Linked DNA regions of Capra hircus: region 2 is linked to region 1. A link is a contact called in public Hi-C data. All regions are on one chromosome and are shown on one strand. Each heading gives the region's core, a stretch centred on a gene start, on an enhancer-like site or on the middle of the called end of the contact. The rest is flanking DNA. Distances are from core to core; before and after follow the strand shown.

Region 1 (7,919 bases), core at 4,063-6,562:
ATAGTTTAATACATATACTTACAATTTTTCAAGTTACCCATGAGGTGAATATGAATCCCTAACATAAACTCCATGAGGGATGTCAGGTAGGTCAACCTTCACAAAACAAGGATACCTCTTTGACATGTGCATGTAGGTGTGTGTGGTGGGGTGGGGGGTGGTGGCAGCGTGTATGTGCATGTAGGTGAGTGTGCATGTAGGGGTGTGCAGACAGGTACAGGGAGGAGTGTAGAGGCATATCCATGTGTTGGACATCTTCATCACAGCCTAAGATAAGGGAATAAAGGATATAGAGTCATATGAAAGGCAGTGCCCTAAGCTTCTGAAGAGCTAACCCAACCTAAACTCACACAGTTAAACCAGGGGGTACACCCGGCTTTTCATCACATCCTCCACCACCCAACCCCTCAACTCTGTAGAATTCGAATTCTGTCACTAGAAATCTGGAGTAAGAAAATGACTAGATGTTCTTTAAGGTTTTATGCACGTGTGTATAGTTGTACTTGTGTATAGGTGTGAGGGTGTAGGGTAGTGTATCTGTGTAGGAGTGATATATGTGTGTGTGGATATATAAGGGGTGTATATGTGTGTGTGTGTGTTTTCACCCACCAAAATGGCTGTACTTCTGTACTTCCCAGAACTTTTTCTGGGAAAAAGCTTCCCAGAAGTCAACTGGAGCATCCCAAGGGCAGAACCAGGGCCTTCTGGCCAGATGACATTGATTAATAATTAACACATCTGAGCTTGGCATGGAGCCACAACAGGTGTCCCCTCCCATAAAACTCACCTTCACTCCATGTGGCTATGTTACCCAGTCAGGCTCTGAGAAGTCCAACAAAAGGCCAGCAGGCAGACCCAGGCCTATCTTGAAGGAGTTGGGGCTGGGTAATGAGGGGCTCTTACTCCTAAGGAGTCTCACTGGCAGGAAGGGAAACAATCACAAACAGATTGGGGTGAGAGGATGCCCCTTCCACTAAAGGCAGGCATCTTCCTTTCTAGGGGTATAATCAGACCACAGCTGGCCCCATTATCCCCTCGAAGAAGATATGACAAACACACAAAGACATACATACACACACATGCACACACACGCACACACACGAGGCTAAGAAAAATGGAAGAGAGAAGCTGAGGAGCACAGGAAGGGCAAGCCTCTTTTATTATCCCAAAATGCAAAGTATTGAAGGCACTTACAATAACAAGGTTAGAGATGAGGGGAAGCAGAGGGAGGTCAGAGATCAGAGCACAGAGGTAAGTCAACGGACCCCACCCTGGTCGCCACCCAGGAAGGAGAAAAGAAGAAGCTATAGGGCCAGGTCTGAAGCCAGTCAGATGTCTAGCTCTACAAAAGATACAAATCCATTCTACAGAGGATTCAGAAATGAGGAGTACACAGCAGCGAGGGGCAGGGCTGGCAGTCACGAGTTAGTGGTTCTTTAAGGAACACGCTCGGCAGCAATGAGGCACTCAGGTCCCCTGCTGGAAGAGGTCTCGGTACATCTCAATGAGACGGGCAGCCTCACGCTGGCCAGAGAGCAGAGCACCATGGGTGGTGGAATAGTACTTGCGATGCGTGGCCTCACCTGAGAACAGCACCTGCATAGGCTGGGCAGGGGGACAGGGAAGTGAAGATGGAGGAGCAAGAAAAGCTACCTGTCTGCCCCAGAATCCCCATCCATACTACAAGTTAGAAAGGAATAGGCGGGCATCTGAGATGCAGGTATTGCTATTTCCACAGGATGAGGAGCTGTCCATCCCACCTGCCCATCTTCCCCTGCTTCTTCCCCAAACATCCGGCCTCAGTCCTTTTTCCTCTGAGGTTTTTGTGAGTCCTGGCTCTACAGTTTCAGAAATTCACACTGCCTCTTACTAGTGAACTTGGGGAATGATTTAACCTCCCTAAGCTTTGATTTCTTCATCTCCAAAATGAGTTTATACCATCTACTTCTGAGGGTGACTGTGAGGATTAAGTGAAATGATGTATCTAAAGGACTCAGAACCTGAAAGAATATAAGAACTCGATAAAGTTAGGCAGTAATTTAACAAACCTTTATGGAGCCCCTATTAGGTTCCAGGGACTGTTCTGGGCACTTGGAAGATAAAAGGTGACCAGGCAGCTGCTTTGAGGAGCTTCCTTGCTGGTGGGGAAGCCAGACACGAAACCCAATTACTAAATGGCATCATACGTGACGCGATGGGTGTTTGGGCGAGGTGCTGAGAGCCCAGAAAAGAGGCCCTCTGTCAGGGAGATCACACAAAGCTTCCCAGAGGACAGGACCTTTGGGCTTCTTCTCAGAAGATGCTGGATAAATAAACAGGCAAAGGATGTTTCAGGAAGAAGGAAAAATGGGGGCAAAAATGCATCTCCTAGGCCTTGTCTAGGAGATGGTGAAAATTTTGGCAGAGCCAAGCTTAACATCAAGAAAGCAGGCTGTTTAGGTGGGGTCCAAGCATAGAACAAATGCTTGCATTCCAAGCTTGCATTTGGATTTTACTCCAATATACCTCAAGCTGAATGTGTCAGGTACCAGTTGGGGACCTTGTAGAATGAGGTTTTCATTCATCAGGTCTGGGGTGAGCTGCAAGTCTGCATGTCTAATATGCTCCCACATGGTGCCAGTGCTGCTGGTCCATGGACCACCCATCTTGAGTAGTGAGGTTTTAACCCACCAATAAAGAGCCTGCAGAAGTGGTTAAGCTGAAAGGGAGGCACATATTGTGGCAGAGGGCAAGCCGCCTGCTCCACATCCTTTCTCTTTCTCCTCAGTAACAAAAATCCTGACATTTAACTGGGTCCATGGACAGAAGAGCCTGGCAGACTACATGGGGTCGCAAGAGTTGGACATGACTTAGCGACCAAGCCACCACCACTGCCATCCAGGGGGAAAAAAAAAGATGTATCCCAGTCTCTCTAGCAGCTGGTAGAGTCATGTGACTACATTCTAGCCAATCAACTTCAAGTGCATTGTTGCTTAGGGACACTGACTCTTCCCAAGGGTTCCCTTCTTTCACTCATCAGCCTGTCACAGACAGGAGAACGAGAGCAACAGCCTCCACAGCCCTCTTGGGTCACAAGGTGGCCTGGAAGATGGAGCCAGGATCTACTGATACTGGGCCCCAACATCTACCTCCAGATTTCCTTTTGTGTGACCTAAGTAAATTTCTGTCTTGTTTAAATCAAAGTTTGTTTTGCTTTTTGTTATATGCGCTAATCCTAACTGATGCAGGGGACAAGAGAAGGAGGATGGCTATAGCAGTAGCCCTTCCTAAGCACAGCCAGGACAGGCACAACACATTGCTCTGCAATCTTCCTCATCAATTACACCAGAGAATTATTTTAAATATAATTTTGTTGGGGTTTTAACATTTATTGTATGGGTATGCTTGGTGGGGGGGACTCAAAATCTACTTTATAGGAGCAGAAATATATATAGATAATTTCAATTTATTATTTTTCTATGTGCTTTACTATATAGTTACTATAATTTGGGGGAAGGTCAGTATTTTGTTTTATTTCCTAAAACAAATTGGGGGAAATAAGCAAAACGTACCGGGTCAGTGCTGCCCAACAGACAGAATGCTGGCTAATGCAACTGAGGAACAAAATGTTGTATTTATTACTTTGGATTTGAATTAAATTAAATGTGGCTAACGGCTACCACAGTGGACAGCACAGAATTAAAAGTCTGTTATTTTTATAACTGTAAGAAAGCATTTAAGATATCCTAGTTTGACTCTGTTTGTTCTTCCAGGTGTTAAGTGCACTTTTTCTTGTTTTCTCCATCATTACAGGTCCTACTCCACCTATCTTACCTTGGCACTCCTCCCCTGGACCAAACACACATACAAAACACCCACCCCTCAAAGAACCCTCACCCCGCAGCCCCTCACATACCCAGCACACCCACACTCACCGCTGTCTTGGAGCTCTCCGTGTACGGCAGGGGCTTGGCCAGCTTCTCCACATCTGCCCCACTTGAGCCCACCTGTGTGTATGAATAGGATCCCCGGAAGTAGGGGTTGCTGCCCCAGGCCGAGCGCAGGATTCGCCGAGGCTTTGGGATATTGGGGTTCCCTGTTGGGGAGTGAGAAGAGCCAAGGGGAAGGAGGATAAGAAATGGCTGCACACAGAAGACACTCCTGAGCAGACAACTCCCATTGTACCTCGGGGGCTCCAGGAAGGCCAGGCATGAAGAAGGGAGGGAGGGAGGCTGGGGTTCAAGGTATATACCCCTCAATGTCTCCTTGTAATCCCCAGAAAACACCTCCTCTCTGTGGGCCTTAATTTTCCTATCTGAAAAACATCCCAGATAATCACGTTCCCCCTTCCAACTTCAGGCGTTCTTGTGGGGCTCTTCTCGGATAGTGCAGGAAACATGTTCGACTAAAAATCAGACAAAACCACCACAAATCCATCTCTTAGCAAGACAACATGAGTAGGAAGTGGGCAATCTGAGGTTTTGGGGTGATATCTGAGTTTTTCACCATCAGCCTTAGAAACAGAGAAGAAACACAGACCCTGTGATCTTGAGTGTCTCAAATTCCAAATGGAGAGAGCTTGCAATTTAGGAGGCCAAAGCCAAGACACAGTGCCCTACAGTATCTCTCCCAAGGGGTGTACCACCTCAGTTTCACAACCTGGGGATGAGGATGCTAGTACTGGTTCAGGAGACTCAGAGGGTCTAGAGGAGGAGGACAGACAGAGCGAGACCTGTTGAGCCGGCGGCAGGACAAGACAGGGACGCACCTGTGAACTGCCGAAGCATCTCTGTGCAGATCTCGGCCACTGCCTCGTCATCACACTTCTCCATGACAAGGGCCTCCTCCCCACAGATCCAGCCACTCAGCACATGGCCATAGCGCTCAGGAGGGTAGAGGACATCAAAGCCACAGATCTTGCGGTACCAAAGCTCGGGCGGGTAGGTGAGCGTGCAGCTCTCCGCCTCGTCCTCCCACACAAACCGTAGGCTGTTGCACTCAGGGCCCCAGAAGGGCTCCTCGAATTCTAGAAAGATCTTGTCAGTGGTGCCGATGCCCAGTCGGTGGATGGCAGCCACCTTCTCGGCGGGCAGGCCTGGCCGAAAGAAGCTGGCATGCTGCCTCTTGAGCACGCCCAGTGACACGGTCACGATCACATGGTCTGCCGGGATCACCTCGCAGTCCTCGCACTCCACCACCACTGGCCACTGCTCATCCTCATCCTGCCTCTCCTCCCGGGGCTCCTCTCCACCCTGACTGCCCTCCCCGGCATCATGATTATGGTCACCCTCATCCCGGGGCTCAATCTCAGGGCCCCGCGGGCGGGATGAGGCCTGGTCCCAGTGAACACAACGGACGGGTTTCCCCAGCTGGATGACGTGGGCTGGGAGGCCCTCAGCCAGCAGCTCCACAACCCGCATGAAGCCCGAGGGGATGACGTGGTGGGCACCAGGAATCTCAGTCCATTCCCCAAAGGCGCTCAGGGACACCTCATCCATGCTGTGCGAGCTACTCTCACAGCTTTCCACCTGTGGGAAGAGCCAGAGGGGAGCCAGGTGACCGCCAAGGCTGGGCAGGGATAGAAGCAGGACTTTAGGGCAGTGCTGCCCTCCTCGGACCCAACTTCCCCAGGGTCAGTCTTTCTCATTCTGGCATTTGTACTCAACAGAGCTCCGAGATGGCAAAGATACCTTCAGGTACTGTTGGATCATGGCGAGTTTCAGGCGCTTGGTGGCCTCTGGATCATCAGGGTCATCCCTGATGCGGTTGCGCACCTCCTCTCGGGTGAACACCCCCACGCTGTTCTGACTCTCAGCGTTAACTGGTTTACCATGCCGGAAGAACTCCTGGGTCAAGTTATAGACCTGCAAAGAGATCCCAGGAGACTGAAAACACATTCACTCATCCCATCTCCATCTCAGGCTCACCATCTCCAAAGTGTTCCCGGATATGCTGGGCACATGGCACCTCTTCCTTGGTGAATTAATGTGGTACTCAGTTTTGTACTGAGGCTGCACCAACAAAATGGAGGTTTGGGGATGGCAACCTGAACCTGGGCAGTCAGCTTCCTTGCCTCCAGACACAGGAGGTGGGATGGGCCCCAGAAACTCTTACTGAACCCCTGCTTAGAACAAAGTGAAATGTCTGGTGCCTGTACAGTGTGTGGGAAAGGAACTGCCCTTTCAAGTGCTCTACATAGCCAAGCATACCGCCCACTAAAGAACCAACGTCTACACAGATAACCCTTTTTCAAGAACCAAATGCACAGACTCTCCCCTGACATTCCTGTCCAAGTGTATCTGCTTCACCCTCTCCCAGGAGGGCAGCATAGAGCTGTGTCCTGGCTGGTGTTTTGCAGGGGAAAGAGCAAAAGGGGCCCATACATTGACAGCAATGTGTCTACCCTGCAACCCAGCTCTAGGACTGCTGAGGAAGAAAGGTGGTATGGCCCAACCCCCACTACTCCCTCAAGGGAAAAGCCTCTACTTAAGACAGAAACATAAATTAAACATTTCTCTGAATATAAAGAAGAACGCAAGTTAAATTATTCCTTTTTCTTCTCCCAACAGTCACAAGATGCTGGGTTTTTGGCTTTAACTGAAGTCCTCAGCAAATTCCTCACCTAGTACCATTGCCAAGGAGTCAGGCTTTCAACTTGCCTCCTCCCCCTTAGATTTTTCCCCTTGGCGATAAGCAACTGAGTAGCCAGCCAGTCAGTTTATGTTAACTAAAGGCCAAAATGCCCAGCTGAGGACTAACAGATTCACATGATTCTTTGTGTCAACCACTGACTAGGACTGCCGTAATTGAACACACATTTGTCACGTGGGTAGTCTCCTGTCCTGGGTTAAATGACATCTTCCTAATATGACCCAAGGGAAATGGGACGGGTCTGTAAGAGCTAACAATATTCACTCCATTTCCCATTAAGCATTTTTCACTGGGATCTCATTTATCCTTCATAACAATATGAAGTAGGTATAACTGTGTCTGTTTTACAGATGAAGAAAGTAAAGCTCAGAGAGTCTGAATAACTAGCTCATGAATATACAGGTATATACCATTCTCCATGAATGGTAGAACTTGAGTCAAGGCAATCTTGCTCCAGAGATTAAGCTTTATATGATAACTACCGAACAAACTCATCTATTTGTTAGCAAATATAACACATTCAAATGAGTAGCCCTTCAAAGTCATTGCCTTGGGAGGGAGGCTACATATTTATTATGAAGCCACCCTCAGGCAAGGCTTCACATGCTTAGAGCACACCTCTTCAGAATGGTCTCCAGCACTAAGAGCTATATAAGGAAATCTCTCTTTTGACCTCATGGTTAACACCTTTTCCTTCTGACTCAAAGCAGCACCACTTAGAATGATAATAATAATAATGTAATGTTAGCCTCTCAGTCATGTCTGACTCTTTGCGACTCCATGGACTGTAGCCCACCAGGCTCCTTGTCCATGGAATTCTCCAGGCAAGAACACTGGAGTGGGTGGCCATTTCCTTCACCAATGATAACCTACCTTTATCTATCCTACTTTCCATGACTCACACACTTGGCTTTCAAAAATCAGACCCACAAGCAGAAGTTGATGATGATCTACCTTCAGGAACATTTAAAAGAACAAGTAAGTCCTGGACCCTGAATATCATTCTCAAGAGGCATCCATGCTTGAAGCACTCACAGTAACATAGGAATGAGGACATGACTGATTCTCAGTACACCAAGAAGGTCTACTTTCAAGAATGCTAATTCTTACTTGCTTAATATTGAGTGAGAACACGCAACACTATAGGATTGTACACAGCATACTGTATGAGTGCACACACATAAGACAATGGGTGTTCCTGCCTTCCATGGAGCAGAGACAACCCCAAAGCAAGGGTCATTTCTCCTTCCCTATGCACAAGAGACATAAAAAATATATATTAGGTAAGT
Region 2 (7,280 bases), core at 1,446-3,945, 100 kb after region 1:
GGCTCCCCTGGGGGTACCTCTGCAGTTCTACCATCAAACACAGTTATAATCTAAGTTTGGAGATAGTTTGTTACACAGCAAAAGCGAATGATACAAGTGTATATAACCATTGCTACTTAGCCCACTGTCCTCTGGTCTTTCAAATATCCCTGGCTACCTGGACTTTGTGCTGTTCTCCTCTGCCCACAGTTTGAACTTTCCTTTCCCAAGATTGGCTTTAATACATTTCATCTTGTTCCTCGCTTTTAATGCTGCTTCTTTAGCATCCCAACTACCCTTCAGGCCAGCCCCTAAGCTTCCTAAGCCAAAGAAATCTGATTATATTCTAGAGTGTCTGGAGCTAGGTTCAGTCAGCATCTTTTCTGGCCTTTGGAATTTGCTTGGGTTGGGTCCTCCGACTAGGTGAGGGTTGGTCCCTCAATATGGGCAGGTCATTTTGGCTTCACAGTGGCACTGCTGGTAAAGAACACACCTGCCAATGTAGGAGACATAAGTGATGTGGGTTCGATCCCTGGGTCAGAAAGATCCCCTGGAGAAGGGCATGGCAACCCACTCCAGTATCCTTGCCTGGAGAATCCTGTGGACAAAGGAGCCTGATGGGCTACAGCCCATTCGGTCACAAAGAGTCAGACACAACTGAAGCAATTTAGCATGCACAGCCCCTCAATGCTCCCTCTGCTGCTGCTGCTGCTGCTAAATCACATCAGTCATGTCCAACTCTGTGCAACTCCATAGACTGCAGCCCACCAGGCTCCCCCATCCCTGGGATTCTCTAGGCAAGAACACTGGAGTGGGTTGCCATTTCCTTCTCCAATGCATGAAAGTGAAAAGTGAAAGTGAAGTCGTTCAGCTGTGTCCGACTCTTCACGACCCCATGGACTGCAGCCTACCAGGCTCCTCCGTCCATGGGATTCTCCAGACAAAAGTATTGGAGTGGGTAGCCATTGCCTTCTCCAGATGCTCCCTCTGGCCTCCCTCAAAAACCCTTCTGAGCTTGGGTTTCTTAGTCTCAGAAGTGATCTTAACCCTTAAAGCACCATTTATGAGATGCTAGACCCCAGCATCTGGGAGATCTCGTGCTCTCTTGCCCATTCTCATGGCCTTACCATGTGCCCTTCTGAAGCTTCTGTGACTCATTGATCCCACTACTTCTCTGACATGGTGCTCTTTGCTCATCTCTACCCAAAACTCAATATTGGGCCCCTGAGAAGTTCGAGAATTGATGCATTTGAACTGTGGTGTTGGAGAAGACTCTTGAAGGTCCCTTGGACTGCAAGGAGATCCAACCAGTCCATTCTGAAGGAGATCAACCCTGGGATTTCTTTGGAAGGAATGATGCTAAAGCTGAAGCTCCAGTACTTTGGACACCTCATGAGAAGAGTTGACTCATTGGTAAAGACTCTGATGCTGGGAGAGATTGGGGGCAGGAGGAGAAGGGGACAACCCAGGATGAGATGGCTGGATGGCATCACTGACTCGATGGACGTGAGTCTGAGTGAACTCCAGGAGATGGTGATGGACAGGGAGGCCTGGCGTGCTGCAATTCATGGGGTCGCAAAGAGTCAGACACGACTGAGCGACTGAACTGAACTGAACTGAACTGAGAAGTTCAAGGCTCTATAATAAGACTCAGTCTGTGCAGATCCCCCAAGGACAGAAAACATTTCATTCCATCAAAATAAAGGCCCCTGGCAGACAGCGTTGTGGGTAGAGGGCTGACTCAGAATCTCTGTTTTGCCTCCTGTCCATAATGATGCCCAAGAAGACAGTAAAAAAAAAAAAAAAAAAAAAAAAAAAAAAGACAACATTATGGTAAAACCCCATCAACAGACCAATAATCTTCATGTCTTCACTGTATTTCATTCTGTGGCAGACACCTAGGTCTGATGGAGACAGATAGTTTTCCTTTCCTATTGTAAACTATTTCCATGGCCAAAACAGGGGTCAGAGGCTTTTTGAATCAGGTGCATGGGTCAAGGTGAAGACATGAGAGAGGGAAGGAAGGAGGGAGGGAAGAGAAAAAGAAGTGAAACTCTCTCCAAGATCTGGAGAGAGTCTGCCCCATGTCTTCTTTCCTGAGGATTAGGAAAGGGCTACAAGCAAAGCAGATGGGCCTGATGCATGATGACCCACCCCCCCTACCACCCGTGATGCAAAGAGCTGTCTCCCCACCCACACCCACCCCACCTCCTCCAGGTGCCTACACCATACAAGCAGCTCATCCTGGGCTATCTGTCAAACCACTTAAGAACATGTTGGGGGAATAAATCCCCATCATCAATTCAGAATATGGGAACCTTGTGCCCTTCTGATATATTAAAGCTGTCCAGTAATGTGGGTGGGCACCAGTTACAATTGCTGAGAGATTGTATCCAAAGGGCGGTTCTGGAGAAGACTTAATAAGGGGTATGAGGCCTTGAAAAGAGAGGGAGACAGCAGTGGGGGAGCCCTAGAGCTTCCACTATTCTGCAAATGCCTGGAACTGCAGACACAGACACTTGTGAGAGTCCTAATAGTACACAATTTGAATGGGCAGGGGGCTGGTGGTAATCCCCATGATAGAATCTACAGGCTGCAGATAACATGTAGAGTGGATGAGGCAAAGAGCGAAGTTTAGACCAGACCAAGGAGGCTTGAGGCAGGTTGTCCCACAACTTGATACTCTTGGAATCTGTTTACAACATACAAAAATAGCTTTGAAGAGCAGGGGAGCTGGGGTTCTGGCATGGATCTTCTTGGAAGCTGAAGGGCATCATACAGCCCAGCCCTCATTTAAAGTTTTCCTGATGAAGATGCAGCAGAAAAGAAGGCAAAGTGAGACAACTAGTGAGCCCTCATTCCTTTCCCTCACCATCTGGGACCTGGAAACCAGAGGGACATGATCATAAGATGTGCATTTGCTGCCTGACCAAGACTTGGAGAATGAGACATCAGGGGAGGGAAGCTGTGCCAGCCACCAAAAGGGCAGCTGTGGGCCCCACAGCCTAGACAACATGCACAGCTCCTCCTCAGGGTAAAAAAGCCAAGAGAAGAGGCCAAGGGGCAAAGTAGGAAGATGCTGAGCTCACCCCCTTCCCTGGACACACTGAAGTGACAACTATTTACACAGCACTATTAATGAGAATGACCCAGAGATTAGAAGAAAATATCTTCTACAACTGAAGACATAAAGAAGGTGCCACAATGAGTCAAGTAGGAGGTATGGAGACAGTTTTCTCAAGACTCACATCTCCAGAAAGGCAGTCCACAAACAGAAGGATAATCACAGTTGCAATGATTCTCATTAAGGAGTGAGGGGTCCAAGGCCCACTCTAGGCTCCCCAGCCTAGGGATCCTGCATCAGGAAAAGAGCCTACAGAACATTTTGCTTTGAAGGTCAATGGGGCCAGAGAGCAATAGGAAACAGAGTGCTGTGCTTAGTTGCTCAATCATGTCTGACTCTTTGCGACCCTAGACCCTGACTGATTGCAACCACAGTCTTAGTAGTCAAAATTTAGACCAGATAGTGCTCAAATTGACCCTGCTAACAAGGCAGATTGGTCCCAGCAGGGATTGTCCCTCTGGGGAAGTGGGGGTGGGGGGACTTAGTTTAATCAACCCCAGGCTGTTGATTATAAGAGAAACTCCTAGACATAAAGGAACTTTGGTCCATTTTCTTATACTATGTCAATAAAGAGCTAATTTTTTAGGCCATTTTTTCTTATCCTTGGATCATACATATAGGCTGACCAGTCATTTAAAAATTTTTCCAAAGAGTTTCCAGGTGGGGTGTGGAAACTCAGAGGAAGCACTTCCCATGTTAGCTTGAGCAGTTTGAACCAGATACCTGTGTGCTCAAACCAACAAAACAAAACAAAACCAGAACCTCACCAGCCGGGAGTCACACTCCAAATAAAACAAAAGGTAAAGAGATGCCCAGAAATCAAAAGCCAAGTGGCAAGAGTACCCCCAAAAGATGGCAAAGTGATGCCCAGAAATCAAAAGCCAAATAGCATAAATACCAAAAGTGACTTCCCAGCTCCACTAGACCTGGGAGCTGGCAGAGTTAGTGTTAGCAGCCTTTTTCAGTCCTGATATTGCTTGAAACTATATCAGAAAAGGCTAAGAGAGTTTTGCCAAGAGAACACACTAGTCATAGCCAACACAGTGTTAGCAACCTTTTTTAGTTCTGATATGGTTTCAAGCAATTTCTTATTGCTTGAAACCATATCAGAAAAGGCTAACAGAGTTTTGCCAAGAGGATGCACTGGTCATAGCAAACACCCTCTTCCAAAAACACAAGAGATGACTCTACACATGGACATCACCAGATGGTCAATACCGAAATCAGATCTCTTACAATTATACAGTGCAAAGAAGTTATTCTAGCATTTCTTCTTTTAGAAGCTTCTAGATACCAATCAAAGAAAGCACAGCCAGCTTTTTCTACTTGTGTGGACAAAAATATAAATTTTGGAATATCAAAATAATCTAAATGTGGCCATTTTAAGTTAATATCTCCTTTAGTATACATTCCCCAATTAACTAGAGACTTGCAAGTATGAGGTCTGTACATATTGTACATGAATCTGACTGGAGTGTTAGTCAGAAGTTGGCTTTCTGACAACCCTTTTCTTCTATTTTTGAGATTCTGTTGCCCATTTTAAGTTGAACTTGTCAAGAATAAAATCATTAGTGAAATTGTGTAGTGGGCCCATATGCTGCTTGTGAGCATAACTCCTCCAGGAGTCACTGCAGAGGTGTTTCAGCCCATCTTACATGTCTCGGATTCTGCAATCTAAGACCACCATGGCTACTCAGGTTGCTGAATTGCCAGTTCTTATGAGCAACTTAAAAGGCGCACACAAAATTTTACATGCTATGAGACCCAGAGCAGAAGCAGTAATTTCAAAAGAAACTAGATCAGACCCACTTGCTGATCTGGGAGAGACTCTCAGAGAGGCAGGGAGGAAATGAAGCATACCCTAGGAACATAGATGCTGATGACAGCAATTTGGGGGAGCTCTTCCTACCTCAAAGACACTGGTACTGGCAAGCAGCATTTTGGAGTTATTCCTCCAGCTTATTAGGGCTGAGACCAGGCCTTGGCCATAAGCCAGTAAGCACCAGTCCTGGTACCCTCCAGGCCAAGCAGCTAGCTGTATGGGACACAGCCAAACTCATCAGCAGGCCATGCTAAGTCGTTTCAGTTGTATTTGACTCTTTGCAACTCTATGGACTATAGCCCACCAGGCTCCTCTGTCCGTGGGTTTCTCTAGGCAAGAATAGTAGAGTGGGTTGCCATGCGAGGATCTTCCTGACCCAGGGATTGAACCCACATCTCTTATGTCTCCTGCATTGGCAGGTGGGTTCTTTACCACTAGCGCCACCTGGGCCAGCTGCCATAAACACCCTTGTGCCCCACAGGAATCCTGGAACCTTGCCTGCCCACCAGAGACCCTAGGGTTTGACTCCACCACTGCAGATGGTGACTGCAGCCATGAAATTAAAAGATGCTTACTCCTTGGAAGAAAAGTTATGACCAACCTAGATAGCATATTCAAAAGCAGAGACATTACTTTGCCAACTAAGGTCAGTCTAGTCAAGGCTATGGTTTTCCCAGTAGTCATGTATGGATGTGAGAGTTGGACTGTGAAGAAGGCTGAGTGCTGAAGAATTGATGCTTTGGAACTGTGGTGTTGGAGAAGACTCTTGAAGGTCCCTTGGACTGCAAGGAGATCCAACCAGTCCATTCTGAAGGAGATCAGCCCTGGGATTTCTTTGGAAGGAATGATGCTAAAGCTGAAACTCCAGTACTTTGGCCACCTCATGGGAAGAGTTGACTCATTGGAAAAGACTTTGATGCTGGGAGGGATTGGGGGCAGGAGGAGAAGGGGACGACAGAGGATGAGATGGCTGGATGGCATCACTGACTCGATGGACGTGAGTCTGAGTGAACTCCAGGAGTTGGTGATGGACAGGGAGGCCTGGCATGCTGTGATTCATGGGGTCACAAAGAGTCGGACATGACTGAGTGACTGAACTGAACTGAACTGAACTGGTAGGCTGAGACTAGTCCCAGGACCTCCTGCCCACCCACCACCACCACCACCACCACCCCCCGCCCCCGACCTCCACCCCCTGCAATCAGCCACCATGTGACTGGGCTCTGCCCACCAGCAGGTCAGGATTGGGATTCCCTGGGTCATACAGCCAGTCACACAAGTACCCGGTCCCACCCATTAGCAGCTGGCGGCCTCTACACCAGGCAGGGTCTAGCAAATGACTGAGATGAGGGCCAGCCATACTTACTAGTATGCTCACAGTAGTTGGCCCCATCATAATACAGGGCCCACACAGCCCACATTGAGGGCAGTCATGGAGACTATAGCTCTGGTAAGCAGAGGGGAGTGGGCTACTGGGGCCTCTAGGATGTCTCTTACACAAGGTAACTTCTCTAAAATCAGGAAACATAACCAACCTACTTAATGTATAGAAATAAAAACTGAAAATTAGGCAAAATGAGGTGAAATTAGGCAAAATGTGTTCCGAATGAAAGAAAAAGATAAAACACCAGAAGAATTAAGTGAGGTGGAAGTAGTGATCTATCCAATAAAGATTTCAGGGCAGCAACCATAAAGATATTTAAAGAACTCAATAGAAGAAAGGATGAACACAAAATAAGAAGTTTAACAAAGACTTAGAAAATATATTTAAAAAAACAGAGCTGAATAATACAATAATTGAAATAAATACACTAGAAGAAATCAACAATATACTAGATAATACAGCGGAATAGATCAGTGAGCTGGAAGACAATACAGTGAAAATCACTCAAGCTAAACAGAAAAAAAATAAAAAAGAAAAAAGAAAATTTTTAATGAGGACTTTTAAAATAATTTTATTCATTTATTTTCCGCTGTGTTGGGTCTTCGTTGCTGCGGGGGCTTCTCTCCAGTTGCAGTGAGTAGGGGCTACTCTCCAGTTGTGTGCAGGCTTCTCACTGCGATGGCCTCTCTTGTTGCAGAGGACCGGCTCTCAGGTAGCACACGGGCTCAGCAGTTGTGGCTCCCAGACTCCAGAGCACAGTCAGGAGTTGTGATGCACAGTCTTAGTTGCTCTGGGGCTTGTAGAGTCTTCCCAGACCAGGGATTGAACCTGTGTCTCTTGCATTGGCAGGTGGATGCTTTTCCACTGAGCCACCAGGGAAGCCCTAAAGTGAGAACATTTTAAGAGACCTCCAGGACAACATCCAGCATACTAACATTCTCATCATAGGAGAAGAGAAAGTAGCAGAGAAG

What was found. A called contact is a pair of places that touch in the nucleus more often than the background predicts.
Region 2: a contact with region 1 is called in a Hi-C map of blood, with 4 times the contacts expected there. The contact joins two enhancer-like sites. A contact is called at or near these places in 2 of 5 Hi-C or Micro-C datasets (blood and liver).

Annotation. Positions count from the first base shown.
Region 1 is chr13:50,304,294-50,312,212 of ARS1.2, forward strand. It overlaps SMOX (spermine oxidase), which reads right to left. Exons shown (of 7, transcript XM_018057379.1): 4 at 5,670-5,843; 5 at 4,748-5,507; 6 at 3,915-4,075; 7 at 1,109-1,605. The coding sequence ends at 1,468. Among named protein-coding and RNA genes, the nearest start is that of SMOX, 33 kb to the right of the region's middle. Within about 2 kb of position 5,313, at least 1 of the 5 cell types and tissues checked has an H3K27ac peak or open chromatin away from gene starts, as enhancers often do.
Region 2 is chr13:50,407,121-50,414,400 of ARS1.2, forward strand. No RefSeq gene overlaps it. Among named protein-coding and RNA genes, the nearest start is that of SMOX, 70 kb to the left of the region's middle. Within about 2 kb of position 2,696, at least 1 of the 5 cell types and tissues checked has an H3K27ac peak or open chromatin away from gene starts, as enhancers often do.